2 separate regions of the Hordeum vulgare genome follow, and region 1 is linked to region 2. Evidence: chromatin contacts called from public Hi-C data. All regions are on one chromosome and are shown on one strand. Each heading gives the region's core, a stretch centred on a gene start, on an enhancer-like site or on the middle of the called end of the contact. The rest is flanking DNA. Distances are from core to core; before and after follow the strand shown.

What was found. Hi-C and Micro-C count contacts between places; a contact is called where the count stands out from the background.
Region 1: a Hi-C map of leaf shows a contact between it and region 2, with 2.7 times the contacts expected there. The contact joins the enhancer-like site here to the promoter of LOC123444761 in region 2. A contact is called at or near these places in 2 of 6 Hi-C or Micro-C datasets (both in leaf).

Annotation. Positions count from the first base shown.
Region 1 is chr3H:534,149,176-534,156,524 of MorexV3_pseudomolecules_assembly, forward strand. It overlaps the pseudogene LOC123440447. Among protein-coding and RNA genes, the nearest start is that of LOC123444762, 70 kb to the left of the region's middle. Within about 2 kb of position 2,611, at least 1 of the 3 cell types and tissues checked has open chromatin away from gene starts, as enhancers often do. A contact at or near this core is called in leaf, where this site is marked.
Region 2 is chr3H:534,059,405-534,066,988 of MorexV3_pseudomolecules_assembly, forward strand. LOC123444761 (5'-3' exonuclease) reads left to right here and starts at 2,083. Exons shown (of 6, transcript XM_045121596.1): 1 at 2,083-2,505; 2 at 2,582-2,713; 3 at 2,817-3,051; 4 at 3,159-3,381; 5 at 3,925-4,041; 6 at 5,414-5,881. The coding sequence starts at 2,146. The coding sequence ends at 4,027.

The DNA.
Region 1 (7,349 bases), core at 1,361-3,860, 90 kb after region 2:
TTAGCCCCTCTTCCAGTGTCAAGCTCTCCCAATTCAATCTCTCTAGCAATTTTAGCTGCCTGGTTTTCTAGTAACTCATCATTACGTTTGGAAGATGCACTAACTGTATTCACAACAAAATTTGCATGTTGGAAAAAATTGTGAACCTCATTTACCTCCCTTGAAGCGGCAACCAAAGCCAATTGGAGTTGATGAGGTAGACAATGGATATAATAAGCATAAGGACACTCTTGGAGAATTAGAGCCTTTAGCCTATTCCACTCCCCTCTCATATTTCTTGCTCCATAGTACCCTTGGCCTCTAATATCTTGCACATTCAACCCATTATCAACTAGGACGTCAATGGTTTTATTCTGGAGAGTCAAAACACAAGTGTCATCAAGGAAACGCTCCCTTATCAACCCTTCTATGTTCACAAAACCGAAGAACTACTGCCATCTGCTCTTTTTTAGACTCATCCCGACATTCATCAACAGTATTGCAAACTTGCTATTACCCATTTTTTTCTTTAATTGAGGTTTGCACTTTTCGTGAAATTATGCTAGCAATTTCCTTCTGAATAGTAGAGGAGGCGTACTTTGCATTTTTAGGAGCATTCTTCACAACTTCTTGTACATCCTTATTATAAGAAGCCAAAAGCTTAATCATTTCCTTGAAATTACCTTGATTCTTGGAATCCTCAGATTCATCGTTTCCTCTAAATGGACATGCTTGGAACATTAACCACCTAATGCAATCAACAGAGAATAATTATTAGATATAATGCATTAAGAAAATTGTCTTACATTAAATATTTGTTGCTTACCTCATGGCATCAATAGAAGTCTTAAGCGTCAGTCTTGCATCAAGAACCATTTGCTTAGTTTGCTTTTTCATCACCTTGTTAATATGAGTTGGATTATTTTTCAGATTTTCATAACACCGAACTGCAAAGTTATGAGCCGAGCGGGGAGTAGTGCCCATATGTTTGAGAAAAACACATTATTTTCCATTGTTAACCTTCTTCCACTTATCAAATCCTTTGACAGTGAATGTGTCCGAACCACACTTCCCAGCCGGCTTCTTCGAAAAGAGAAAACAAGGCAAGCAATAGGCACATTTTGTATCAGTCGAATATTCCAACAACCAAAAATTTGTGTACCAATCTTTTTGAAATCGCTGACGAACAACACTTCCTTCATTATATTCATAATTTTCCAATTCGGGCTGATAGGCCCCCTCACATATATAAAAACGCCTAGCATCATCTTGCTTTTCTAGAGGGAGTTGCCAAATTTGAGGGCGCCTCCCTGGGTCTCGATCTTATTTTGTGGTTATAAATGTAGCTTCTTCTGTAACTTCTGGCACTGGAACATCTTGAGCATCACCTTCAGCATGACTAGGGTTGTTCTCTTCGCTAGGTTACACATCATTTGTATTAGCACCATCACCATGTTCACATGGCTGAGAGCTTGAACCAATTGACTTGAAAAAAGTATGGATTGATTGAGCTCTCTTCCTATTCATGTCTACAGAACACAATTGGACAATAAAAAAAATCTTAATTAGATTTTAGTGTCTATATTCTTACAATTACATTTCAAGCAGGCCTGATTCCAAGACAGAGATTAATGTAATGTTGGTGCTGCAAAAAAAGAGACCTTTCTTCCTTGTTTGGTCGCTCATCAGTGTGGCCGGCCGGCCGGAATACGCCGGGCCGCAGTTGTGCAGGATTGAAAGCGGATGGAATTATAGAGCTCATAAGATACCTGGAATTGAAACCAGATGAAGAGATTGAGATGTGCAGGACCGAAGACTGATTGAGCCACGAGCCCACGACCAAACCAAACTGATTTGCTCACGAGGCACGACCAAACCTGCCTGCGTGGGAGTGTGGTCGTCGGGGTCTCACCGTCTCAGCCTCTCAGGGACGGTCGGCGCCTCGGCGGAGGCCTTCCCTTCTCGACGGAACGGATGAAGACAGGTGGCCGGCGGCAGCGAGCAAGTTTTTCGGATCGCAAGAACGAGCGCTAGGTCGTGGCGTGACTGGCCTCGTGCGTATTACGTGCGTACGAGGGTTGTGTTTCTTTTTCCCTTTTGGCTTTTGCTGATATATTTGGGCCTGTTGTGTACATGACTCTGAGCTTCTGCCTATGGGAGCATGGGGCGACGCAACTGGAAATTGTATGCGTACGAAAAAAATCGCTTCTAACTAATCGCTGTCAAGGGATAACGAGATTGTTTGGGGGGGGGGGGGGTCTAGCCCCCGGCCTCCCCTTAAAATCGTCCCTGTTGACCGCTAAACCTCATGAGACATATTGTCTTCTCATCTACTTTTTCTGCAATGATCTACTCGCATACAATTTAACTAGTGGTATGAGCGAGATAGCAAATATGTAATGGTGTGTATGATGTAGACGAACCTGAGGGGGGCGACAACATCATGTGATGTATATTGTTCGTAATCCCACCTCCTCTCGGAGTGAAAATGAGGTCGATATGGGTTGTTGGTGACGGACAATAACTGCATCAACAAACAACGTAAGTGATAGCGGGCATGACGACACGGGGTGATCACACGATGAGATCTCCCGAGTTGGCAGGTCCAACGGTGGTAGCCTACTTCGCGCTTCGCCATGCTGCATCCCACACATGTCGGTTCCCGCGTACCAACTTGAAGTCAATAGGTGTGCGACCGGTCAAGACGTTGTCTATGTGCACGTTTGTTTCCTCACCTACTATTGGGTTGACCACTCGTTTATCCTCATCGACCATTGGGTCACACAAGACCCGTCAATGTGCACATATTGCAGTGTGCACATATCCTAGTGGATGAATGCGTCCTGTAATTGCCACGTTGAGTGAATAATGACGGGAGTGTGGATCAATCCGTCTGGGTGAATCCGTTGGCAAGATGGTAGGCTACTATTTTGCTGGAAATGTTTGCTGTGGCTCCATGATATAGGTGGCGAGCGATGCAGGACTTATTTTGTTTCGTCGGCGCTGGTGAGGCGTTGATTAGTCTTGCTTCGCCACAGATAAAATATGACCATCTTACTGTACAATCTCCAACTGGCGTGTTTGCTTTTTTATCGAGCCATTTATCTCCTAGATCAAACATTGTGTGTCCGGCACCATTTTGGAAAGGAAAATTTGGAGTGCCAGTTTGCTTCCTAGTGCCGTGTTTGGATAAAAGTTTCTTGGTTTTAGTTCAGCTGATGTTCATGCATGCGCCGCAGATCAGCATAAGAGCATCTCCAACAGCCGCGCTTCGCGCCGCGTCTAAAAAATATGTTTGTCGCGCACGCTTCGACTGGTTTAGTGCGGGGATAAACGCTGGTTTCAGCAGCAGCGCTAAAATGCACAGCGCGCGCCGCTCCAGCATCGCGCAAAAATGCAATGAACATGTGAATTTAACACAAACAAGTTGATGCATAAAAGTTCATGCCCACAAGTTCATTCAACCAAGTTCAAAATGCAAACTAAAGTTCAAGACATATAAATGAAAGACACATCAATCATCATCTTCCTCGTCTTCGTCCTCATCTTCCGAAGACGATTCTTCCGCCTCCGAAGATGAATCTTCCTCCCTACCTCATCACGCACCGCATCACGTGAAGCTCCGACGGTGTTGACAAGATCTTCAACGGCATCTTCATGGGAATGTGTGTGAGGAGGCACATCGAAAGACCTTCCACCCATGGCCGGAGGTGCACCCATGCCTCCCATGGCGGCCGGAGGTGCACCCATGCCTCCCATGAGAGAAGCAAAACTCATGCCTCCCATGACGGCCATAGCGTCGGAGGGTGCTCCAAAGCCACCCATGCCTCCCATGGCGACCGGAGGTGCACCCATGCATCTCATGGCTCCAAAGGCACCCATGCCTCCGATGAGGCCGAGGCCACCGCCACCCATGCCGCGGATCATGGCTCTTTTTTTATCAAGACTTCTTCACGGGCAAGGTTGACATATTCCTTTTGCGCATCATTGAACAGAGATGTGTCCAAGAAGAACAAGTGCTTCTCCCATTCCAACAACTTAGCTTCTTTCCCTTCGAGCCGCCGGAGCCGTCCGCCGCCTTGTTCTTCTTCCCGGAAGTTTTTCCCTTCTTCGGCCGCGCCGCATTGGGGAGCTTCGACGGTCGGCGGAGCTCCGGCGGTGGCGACGCCAACGCTCCCCGCGCTAGGGTTTTGGCGGCGGCGACGGGGGCGGGGGGGGGGGGGGCTGTACAACGGGGTGAGCGGGGTGCCGGTGTGCGCGTCCATGGGTGCGGTGGCAGGGCGCCGGCGACGGCGCGCGCGGTGCGTAGGAGGAAGAGGAAAGGAGAGACTTTCGCGCGAGCGTTCGAGTCCCGCGCGCGCGGAAGCGGGCGCCCCAAATACACCGCGCGCGATTGCGTTTCGGCCAGCGCGCTGAATAGCATATGCCGCGCGCATCGTTTTTGCGCGCCCGCTGGAGCCACCCGCCGCGTTGCGCGCGCGCTAAACCTGCCAGATTTGCGCAGGGCTTGTTTACAGCGGCTGTTGGAGATGCTCTAACGTGGTTGCCGATGGCGTTGCCCATAACGTGTTTGCCGATGGCGTTGCCGATGATTTTCCATGTCAATGCCATCTGCAGTCAACCAGGCCGTCTGCATGTTACAGGGGCCATCTGTTCATCTCCCTTCGAAGTGGAGGCGATTGACTGCTCCAGTTCCGGCTCTCGAAGAGATGGAGACCAAACTGACGCGGCTCCGTTTTCAAAGCACACGCATGCAGCCCTGTGAACGTGCTCTGAAATTACGCTGCCATAACTTACATGCACCAGGAAGACGATGGGTAGTCCTTTCGAATTCACCCTCTTTACGCTCCAGTTCTTCCATATATAGCGAGTGATTGAAACCAACGGAGTACTACGCCAACTCATTCTCCAGCACATTACCATATCAGATTTCTGTCAAGTTCTGCCCATCTGCCATGTCATTTGCCGGCGTCTCTCTCGTTGGTGATGGGAAGGCCGTCGGCCACGCCGTCGACGTCTCCACGGCCAGCGGGTACCACCTGCTTGTGGTCAATGTCTACTCGCACACCAAAGCCACTGCACCTAATGGAAAGGGCATCCTCTCTCTTCCTTTCATGGTAGGAGGCCATCGTTGGCAAATCAGCTACTGTCCTAATGGCGTCCTCTCAGTGAGTGCCAACTCCATGTGTCTCGTTGTTTGCCTTCTTGATGACAATGTTACGGAGCCTCTGAAGGTGCAGTTGGAATTTAGTTTCGTCGACGAGGTTGAGAAGCAGGATACAGCATACATTCGTGCAATGAAGCCAAGAAACTTCTCCAGCAGTGCTCGAATTTGTGGTCTCCCGTATTTCATGAAAATAGACGCTCTTGAGAAATCAAAGCATCTAAAGGATGATTGTTTCACGATCCGGTGTGACCTCAACATTGTCTCGACAGTTGATCTCTTCATCAAGGTACCGCCTTCTAGCATAAAAAAGCATATTAGCGACCTCCTTCGGTCCAAGAAGGGCACAGACGTGACATTCATGGTGTGTGGTGAGAAGTTTGCTGCCCACCGGTGCGTGCTTGCAGCTCGATCTACAGTCTTCAAGGCGGAGCTGTTTGGCTCCATGAAAGAGAACACAATAGCAAGTGTCGTAGATGTACAAGATATGGAAGCAAAGGTGTTTAGGGCCTTGCTTGACTTTATGTACACGGACTCACTGCCCGAGATGGAGATAGACACGGGGGATGAGGAAGGAGAAGCCCAGGAAGCATTGTGGCTGCAACACCTGCTTGTAGCGGCGGACAGATACGATCTCCAGAGGCTGAAATCATTGTGTGAAAATAAGCTGTGTGAACACATAGACGTGAGCTCGGTGACCACTATTCTTACATTAGCTGAGCAACACAGCTGTGGTGGACTGAAGGAGGTTTGCTTTGAGTTCATCAAGACTCGTGCTAATCTGAAAGAGATAACTGCGGCTGATGGGTTGGAGCACATCACTAGAACCTGCCCCTCTCTTTTAAAGGAGCTCATTGCTAAGTTTGCTTCCTAAAATCTGAAATAATGGTTAGTTTTCTCTGTATATTTCTGAAATATCGTATGTATGTTTCTAGGTAGTAGTTTTGTTGTCTTGGCACCATTCCCCGTGGCCTCATGTTGTGTCTCCAAAACATTTGTTTCCAAATTTAGAGAAGCAACGCACTGTCATGTGTTGCACTGTTCTTTTCTTAATAAGTTGTGACATGACACCCTCCTTTTGTTTCTTTCAGGAGGCAACTCAGGTAGCAAATAGTCATGGCAATGGGTGCCCTGGATATCGCCGCCAAGGTTTCTCTGTAGGATGATAAGTGACAGTTTCTACTTTTGTTAGTTCTTACCTGAAACTTGTCGTCAAGAATCTACAATTAATCCTAGGGAGATCCAACTCCAGTAATGAGTATTGAGGAATTTTAAGATGCACCAGTAGTATAATTCGATTTTGGTTAGAAAAGTATGGCAAATGAAGAGCTTGTACTCCGTTGGTTTCAGTATTCCTATCCAAGCCCCTTGATTTACAGCACTTTTATATCGATCCAAATCACGCTGTTGGAAATCTTATTTGTGTCCTAGTTGCCATGCCCTGCCCTTCTGCCTTAGTTTGCATGTTAAGGTTGCTTTCGTACATGTGTTGGTAGCACTGTAGCAGTTCATGTCGTGTCGGTTCAAGTTCAGTCCCAATGTGATGTAGTGCCGCCTGCCCGTGGGTTTCTGTACACACACACAAACACACACACACACACACACACACACACACACACAGATGAGGTTGTGTATCTATCATCATTGACAGAGAAAAGAAAAAAAATGCTGGATTGCACTGGCAGAGCCCTAAATTCAGTTAGCATGCGTTGTCATGTTCTGTTCGTGAACTCGAATACGAGCGATGGTTGAGTTTCTGCACAGGCACTTGCGATGTGATTGTCGTGCAGCAAAAACGACATATAAACTTGGATGCAGAAGGAAGACGATGATGGAAGTACTTCTTATATCCACCCTCTATGCACATATATAATTGCAAAAGGGCTAGTAGGTCGCGCACATGCCCCACGTAGTTGTTTTGGAGCACCTCCATTTCTCGTGTCATTCTCTCTCTCTCTCTCTCACTCTCTCTCTCTCCTAAAACATAACATAAGTCTTTCTTCAATGCTCTTGTACATTTTACAAAGGGACTATAAGAAATGGATATACTAAAATTCTTGATTCGATCCTACAACCTAGTTTATTTAATGGGAGCGCCTAGAGCACAGCTAGCTACGTTTTTCCTATGGTCTTAGTCACCTGACATGGGTGTGATGTCACCTTTTTCTGTCCCATCCCGTTTTGTTTCTTGTCCCAGCCCGTTTTC
Region 2 (7,584 bases), core at 833-3,332:
TATGAACTAAACCTAGGCATAAACCTAATGCGGATAATATGAACAAAACCTAGGTTATACATATAGCCACCAAAAACTACACCTAGACACACCATAAACTACACCTATTAACAATCACAAAATAAATTTTACTTCAAAACATACGTACACCTAGTGCAAAATAAATCTACACAAATACAAAATCATTGCAAAAACTAATTGGAGGGATTGGATGAGCTTACCGGCCTCTTCGATTTGCCCCAAAGAACCAACAAAACGGTCGGGGGAGGAGGGAGATCGAAGGGGGAGATCTGGAGGAGGAGGGAGAGCTTTTTCGTGGAAAAGGAGGAAGAAAGAAGTGGAGGTGGAGGAAGAGGCCGCGGGCCAGTTACTTATGAGCCCTGCAACGCCAGGGAGCTTGGCGTTTCTGCTTTGGTCTGCAACGCCAGCCCCGTTGGTGTTTCTGCTTTGGTCTGCAACGTCCAGTAGACTGGCGTTGCACATGAGGCCTGCAACGTCCAGTAGACTGGCGTTGCACATGAGGCCTGTAACGTCCAGTAGACTGACGTTTCTGCTAAGGCCTGCAACGCCACGGTCTCTGGCGTTTCCAAAAGGGTCAAAACGTGAAATACTTTCGAACCGAGTTCGTTTTGTGACGAACTTACGCCTTAAGGATCAACATAGTGAAAAAATCCGCCGTCGTGGCAAACGCAAACGCCCTAGCACAATACACACAGCGACGGATGGCACTCAGCGACGACTCGCGACGACGACAAGTGCCCTAAGCGTTCCAGGAGAATATACACATAGATCAATCCATCGGATCGGTTAGAGTGTTGTAGCCAGCCCCGTATTGGGCTATTGGGCTTTGGTCATCTATATAGCTAGTTCAATGAATATTTTTTATAAGGGTTAATGATGTAATTAGTTGCAGCCATTAACGATGTAATTAGCTGCAACCATTAACGATGTATAGCCATTATAAGGGTTAATGATGTAATTGGCTGCTACAATTTGTTGAGAGGGGCGAGCGATTGACAGGGGTCTAGCCCTGCTCGCCCCCCTTGTCTCGGCCCTTGTTCTTTCATCAAATCCTAAGGGCATGTACAATGGGGCATCGTATTTTTACTGTCTCAGCTTTTAAACTAATTAAAAAGTAATGAAGCCATTGCTTTAAGAAAATTTTAGGCAACCGAGGCCACACTCTATACCGGACTCACTGTCCTTTACATGCATGTTGTTTTTCTGTTGCTCTCTCGATCACTCTCCTCGCATGCATCAACAAAGCTTATCTTTTCTTTCCTTTTCTCGCTTTTCACCGCGAAGAGGCTGACTCTCCTCTGCATGCTACACTAAATACTATGAGGCTACATCTTTTAGTCCGAACCTAGCTCCGATCCTATGCGGATCTACGGGGCATCAGGTTGAGGCCACCCGTTGTATATGTCCTAGATCATGTTTTGTAAGGCTATGACCCTCTGTATTCGCCTCTCTACCCTCGAAGATAAAAGAACAAGAGGTAAATTCCCAAGCTATCACAACACGCTCTCAAATAATGCTTCTATTTCTTCTGCCAGTGCCTGATGCGATGTCTTGTATCACCTCCTTGCAATCTGCCGCTATGATTATATGTTGTTTTGTGTAAGATCTTTAGCAAGTGACAAAGCTTTGCCACGCGACATTACTTCAAGGATCGACAGGTCACCTACACTCGCTTGAGCAAAGTTGCCGCTCCACAATAAACACCATCGGCACCAATGCAAACCGCACTTGATGAATCAGATACCAGTGTTTTCGACAAAGCCCCATGTACCTTCAACTTTGCATAACCCGTCGGTGGTGAGATCGAGCAAGCACGGACGGCTGCAATCGTCGCTTGCAGAGGGTTTTTGGGTGTCCTTCAGAATTATTTTTTCAGATCACTGAAAAACATTACTCGCTCCAAATGTCCACTTTGTTAAGTTTTTTTTTTCAGGTCTCCACTTTGTTAAGATGGGACGGCTTAGGCCCACCACTTTTGAAAATGCAGAGGGGTCATTTTAGCCCATATATTAGATGGGCTTTTGCAAAATCCGAGCAGCGCTTTCAGTTTCTTTCGGCCCTTTTCGGCCCCTTATCCACATCTGCAACTCCCACATCTCCTCCCTTCCCACCAAACCCAGCGCCATGCCACTGCCGCTGCCCGCCGTGGGCACGGGCCCCGCGTCGGCGATAGGTCCGGTCACCGCCGCCGCGGCAGCAGCACCCCTTAGATATCGTCCCATACGACTCCGCGCATCCCCATCGACAGCTTCCTCTCCTTCAACCTCTGCGATCTCCAGCTCGCCGCCCCCGCCGTCTGTGAGGCATTCCCGCAAACACCTGGCGGGCAGAGGCAACGCCCCGGCGAGGCCTTCCAAGGACCGGGTGTTCTTCCTCGACGTAAACCCTATATGCTTCCGTGGCTCTCAGCGTAGCCTCAGCGCCTTCGCGCGCTGGCTCGCGCTCTTCTTCACGCACGTCAGCCTCCGCGACCCCGTCGTCGCCGTGAGTACACCCTCCCAGACCCTACATAGGAGTCGTTTTGTGTTTTTGAATTCTTAATTATACCTCGATGCGATAGGTCTTCGATGGGGCAGGCGGGAACGACTACCGGAGGCGGCTGCTGCCGTCCTACAAAGCGCACCGGACTCGTGGCGTGGGCACCGGTGCCGATTCACGCGTGGTTGATGTGCTCCGCGAGTGCAATGTTCCGGTGGGTGGACCAGAGATGACAAACAGTCGTGTTAATTGCGCAATCAGCAATGCTCTCTTTGTCACAATTCTGATCCTAATCTTTTTGTGAACGGCAACCTCAGATTGTGCAAGTGGATGGATATGAGGCAGATGATGTAGTCGCTACCTTGACAGAGCAAGTATTGCAGAAAGGTTATAGAGTTGTCATTGGCTCACCAGACAAGGACTTCAAGCAGTTGATATCTGAAGATGTTCAGTTAGTTATGCCCATTCCTGAGATTGGTCGATGGTCCTTTTATACACTGAGGCACTATGTTGCACAATACAAGTGCGATCCAACTGTAGATTTGAGCCTCAGTGAGTATATATCTTGTAGGATAATCTGCAAGTGTTCATTTTTGTTTTCACCATTTGCAGTCTGGTTCTATCTTTTCAACTTATGAATCAGAAGTTATGTTGTGTAGGATGCTTTATGGGTGATGAAGCGGATGGTGTTCCCGGAATCCAGCATCTGGCTCCTGGTTTTGGTCGCAAGACTGCAGTGAAACTACTGAACAAACATGGTTCATTAGAAAACTTACTTAAAACAGCTGCAGTTAGAACTGTAGGCAAAGAGTATGCCCAGGATGTTCTAGTCAAGCATGCAGATTACCTGCGGAAAAACTATGAAGTTCTCAGCTTGAAGAGGTATGGAGTTTTTTAAAGAACACGCAGAACTTTTTCCATATCTTCGCACATACTCCCTCCGTTCCTAAATATAAGGTGTATTATTATTTCAAAAAGACAAACTTGTCTAACTTTGACCGAGTTTGTAGACCAAAATATCAAGGTCTAGAATACCCAATCATTATCACTAGATTCATCATGAAATGTATTTTTGTATTTTATATATTTGGTATTGTAAATCATTATGTATTTTGCTATAATGTTGGTCAAACATAGACATGGTTTGACTTTTTAAAAAACTAATACACCTTATATTTAGGAACGGAGGTAGTATATCCAATAACTTTGAATTGTGGAGTCGGTGTAAATATTATATAGCTTTGTGTACTATTAATGTATGGAGCTAGCCTTCTATTTTTTTGCCAAGCAAATGTGCAAATGTAGTAGCATACTGGAAGTATGGTTACAGTCTTGCTTACAGATATGTCTTTCCAGTTACAGTAATGCTGAACTGAATTCTTGGCGGCGTATGAAAACATGACTTGCTACTTTCTCCTCAAACAGGGATGTAAATGTTCAGCTTGATGTCAGATGGTTATCTGCAAGGGACACTTGTAATGACACCAGTGTGTTATCTGACTTCATTCTTAAATTCAGTGAAGGATAGAAGCTAAATAGCAGGTAAAAAGACTGGCACCAATTCTGTTTCTTCCTCAAGCTTTATTTACCATCAATAGTTAGATAAGGCAGTCTCTTTACAAGTTGCTTGGCAAGCGAATTGTAGTCACAGATTATTATTTGTAATAATACTGAAATTGAAGTGTTCTTAGACTGGCAATTCAATGCGTAAATTTACTCATTTATAGTCAAAAGCACCCTGCATTTTTTTCGAGTAAGCAAATAGCGTACCGTATTTTTATAGAAGGCAGCAAATGAATTTAAAGGATCCGGTTTTCCTTATAAACTGGATCACTCTCCTGGCATTATGGCCACTTTGGGTAATATATTCAGGTGGAGGGACTCCTCCCCCGGTGATTCTCGATTTTTCTTTTACAAGATAGCCCGTCGGCATTGCATACGATTCAACAGGTCAACACCACACCATAGAACTAAGCAAGATTACTGTCTCACAAAACTATCTAAAACACACCGCACCAGCAGCCTTCCGGTCTTTAAGCTCACCCCTAATGGGCCAAATTCAATGTTTTGACCCTTGTGCGTAAGTTGGACAGGATCCGACCCTGCTTTGTAAAAATTTGGGAGTCTGGCCGTTTTTCCTACCGCCGAGGTCGATGGTGGTAGGATAAAACAGCTTACCGCTAATGGCTCTGACGGTAGGGTTGAAGGCAGAGACAGTTGGCCGTTGGTTGTTGCTGACGTGGATAAAAAGCTTACCGCCAGACATGATCGCTGTATGTTGTTATGCCCTACCGCCACCTATGAATTTTAACTGTTCAAACCCTAACGCCAAGATCGATGGCGGTAGAGTATAACAGCCTACCGACAGGAGCCTCGGCGGTAGGGTTGGATAGCAAAGGCGGCAAGCCGTTTAGCTGCGCTGAATTGGATAAATTTGGTAGTCTTTTGTAACTTACCGCCATCGACCCGACCGTAGAAAAGGGTCAGATCCGGAAATTTTATCAAACCAATATCTTGGTCAACTTTCGCAAAATGGTCAAAACAGCCAATTTGACCCCCTGATGTCCTGGAAACAGAAACTTGGTAGCCCCTTGTCATGTGTGGTTGATGTCCTGGAATAAACCGAAAGCGGTACTTTCTGGTAGCTGCTGGCTACTGTCTGTCATTTAACAGAAGGGCCTTCAATTTTTACCATAGTATGCAGCATAAGCATGCAGACTACTATTACGGTTCGCTTGCGGAGTCATTCATGGTCTGAACATGTCAGAAATAGTATCCTTCTGGAACGACTATTGTGTGGCTTCGGTTATATCATCACTCGGTGTGTGTTTATGGCAATTCTAGGTTTCAGAACTGGAACCACGGAAGCTGTGTCTAACCAACCCACGCCGTTTTCATCTCGTCGAACGAGCAGGAAGGTGATGCTGGGTACAAGATGCAGGCGGAGATGTGGTCCAGGAGCAGCATAGTACTCATACTACAGTAGTACGTGCAGGTGCAGCGTCACAGTGACCCATCGTCTCACCCGAAGACAGACATCGGACATGCTACCTCAGCTTTTTTTGTCATGCTAGTAGCATATCTTAAAGAGCATCTGCAGAGATTCAACAAGGGCGAGCATCTGCTGGCAGATCTCATCTGATGTATGTATGTATCCTCGGATGCTACTTACTACGCGATGCTGCTAATTGAATACCGTGTTGGTCTAGGTCCGTGGGACGCTGGCCATGGCAAAATCTAGCGCGAGGCTTTGCTGTGGTCTGGATGACTCTGCATGATAAACCTGCTGTGCTTGTATCTTTTTCTTTCGTTGATCGGTTCAGTTTGATAATGGAGAGTTTCACGACGGGCCCGCGGCCGCGGAAATGATTCAGAAAGAGCATCTCGCTGCCTCGAAAAGCATGGCCTGGGGCTGTGGATCTCCGGGACTTGATCGCTCCTGACTTATTAGAGGATCTTCAACAGTCCGTATGTTGAATCGTTGGTATAAGTGTCCACATCAACAACCAACAACACATCATACAAGCTCTTCAATGAAGTGTATGTTAATCGGATGTAAAATAACTAAGCGGGTCCACTAAATAGTGAAGAAATAACCATGATTGCCTCGGAGCTTGTGCGTGAACCGTTGCTTCAAGTTCATACGATTTCATTCTTTCTCTTCTTTTATTATGTGCCATGTCATCAAAATCATCTATGTGACAATTTTACCAACAATGATCATACAGGCATTGGAGATGCCCTTATGCAGAGGCTCCAAAAAAACGGCAGCGCGGACAGTGGAGCATCGGTCTTGCGACCGTTGCCACTGAAAAATGGAATCCAAGGTCCAGCCTAGGAACGGATTCAAATGCCAGCGCTCCGTTCTAAAGAATCTAGCCGAGTCTGAGCGGTCACAAGTTCCAGCTACGTGACCTTCTCAGGCAAGAAGACAGGTTCGGTTTCAGAATGCACTGCTGTCTGTTTTCCCCTTCTTGTTTTCCCATCGTGCTCGACCTCGCACAAAATGGCCTGCCATTGCGAACACCACATATACTGTTACCCGACCACGGGATTTGCTAGGGTTTGCAGCTGGTTTCGCCAAACGGGGTTACTGGGGTCGAGCGAGCAGCGCTTTTTTTCCGGTTCCCCAGATGCTGGAGTAGTGGCGGTGCACTTTAGAATTCATTCATTCATTCATACCCCGATCTTCACTGCATACGAGTAGTAGTAGCTTTTTACACTTTCCTTCATCTTAACCTGCGACTGTCCTGGCCCTCTGGATCCTGACGGCACGGAACGGAAGATATGGGCATATGGCTAGCCCAAAACGTGCTGGAGCCAGCACTTAATAATCGGAACGCTCGTACTCCCGTCTTCATCATCTCAGCATGTGTGCGTGTCGCGCGTGTTCACTCTCTCTCTCTCTGTCTCTGCCCTGAGTACCTCCACACCACACAAAGATCAAAAGACTGGATGGATGAATGGATGCAGCGCTGAGCCCGAGTCACCCTGGGCGCCTCCCCGTCCCGCTTGATCAGTTCATTCTCGCAGCAGTACCACGGCCCGCTGCGTTTCGGCTGGTCCCGATCCAAGGAATCCGATGGCTATGGGGTGGGTTCACTGCACCGAACCGAGCTGTGCCCGCACATGCATGCGTGCGTGTGTGTCCGCCATGTTGCGCCCCTCCTGCTGTCTCCCCTCCCCCGCCGCGCGCCGCCCGTGATCTGCGGCTCCACGTCGGGGCGATCAGGAGGTGACCCGAACCGGGAAGTGACAAGCGCAACGGGAAGGCGGGAGGTGGACTCCGTCTCTCGTCACGATTTCGCCTGCTGCAGTGCGGCTCACGCTTCTGGAGATACATTACAGGCTACGGTCCCTCCAACCCCCACACATCTACCCTCCGGATACGGTGTTGCTGGGGCACGGTGCGGTACGAGCGGCGTGCTGCATGCCCGATGGCCCCGCCCGGTTTCGGTTTGGTCCCGGGCACCGGATCGGACACCCACCGGTCCATGCCACGAATGACGCGCTCATGCACTTGCTTCCCGGCGCCTTGATCAGCCGAGCCCAACGAGCAGCCGTCTCGTTCGTTCGTTCGACCCA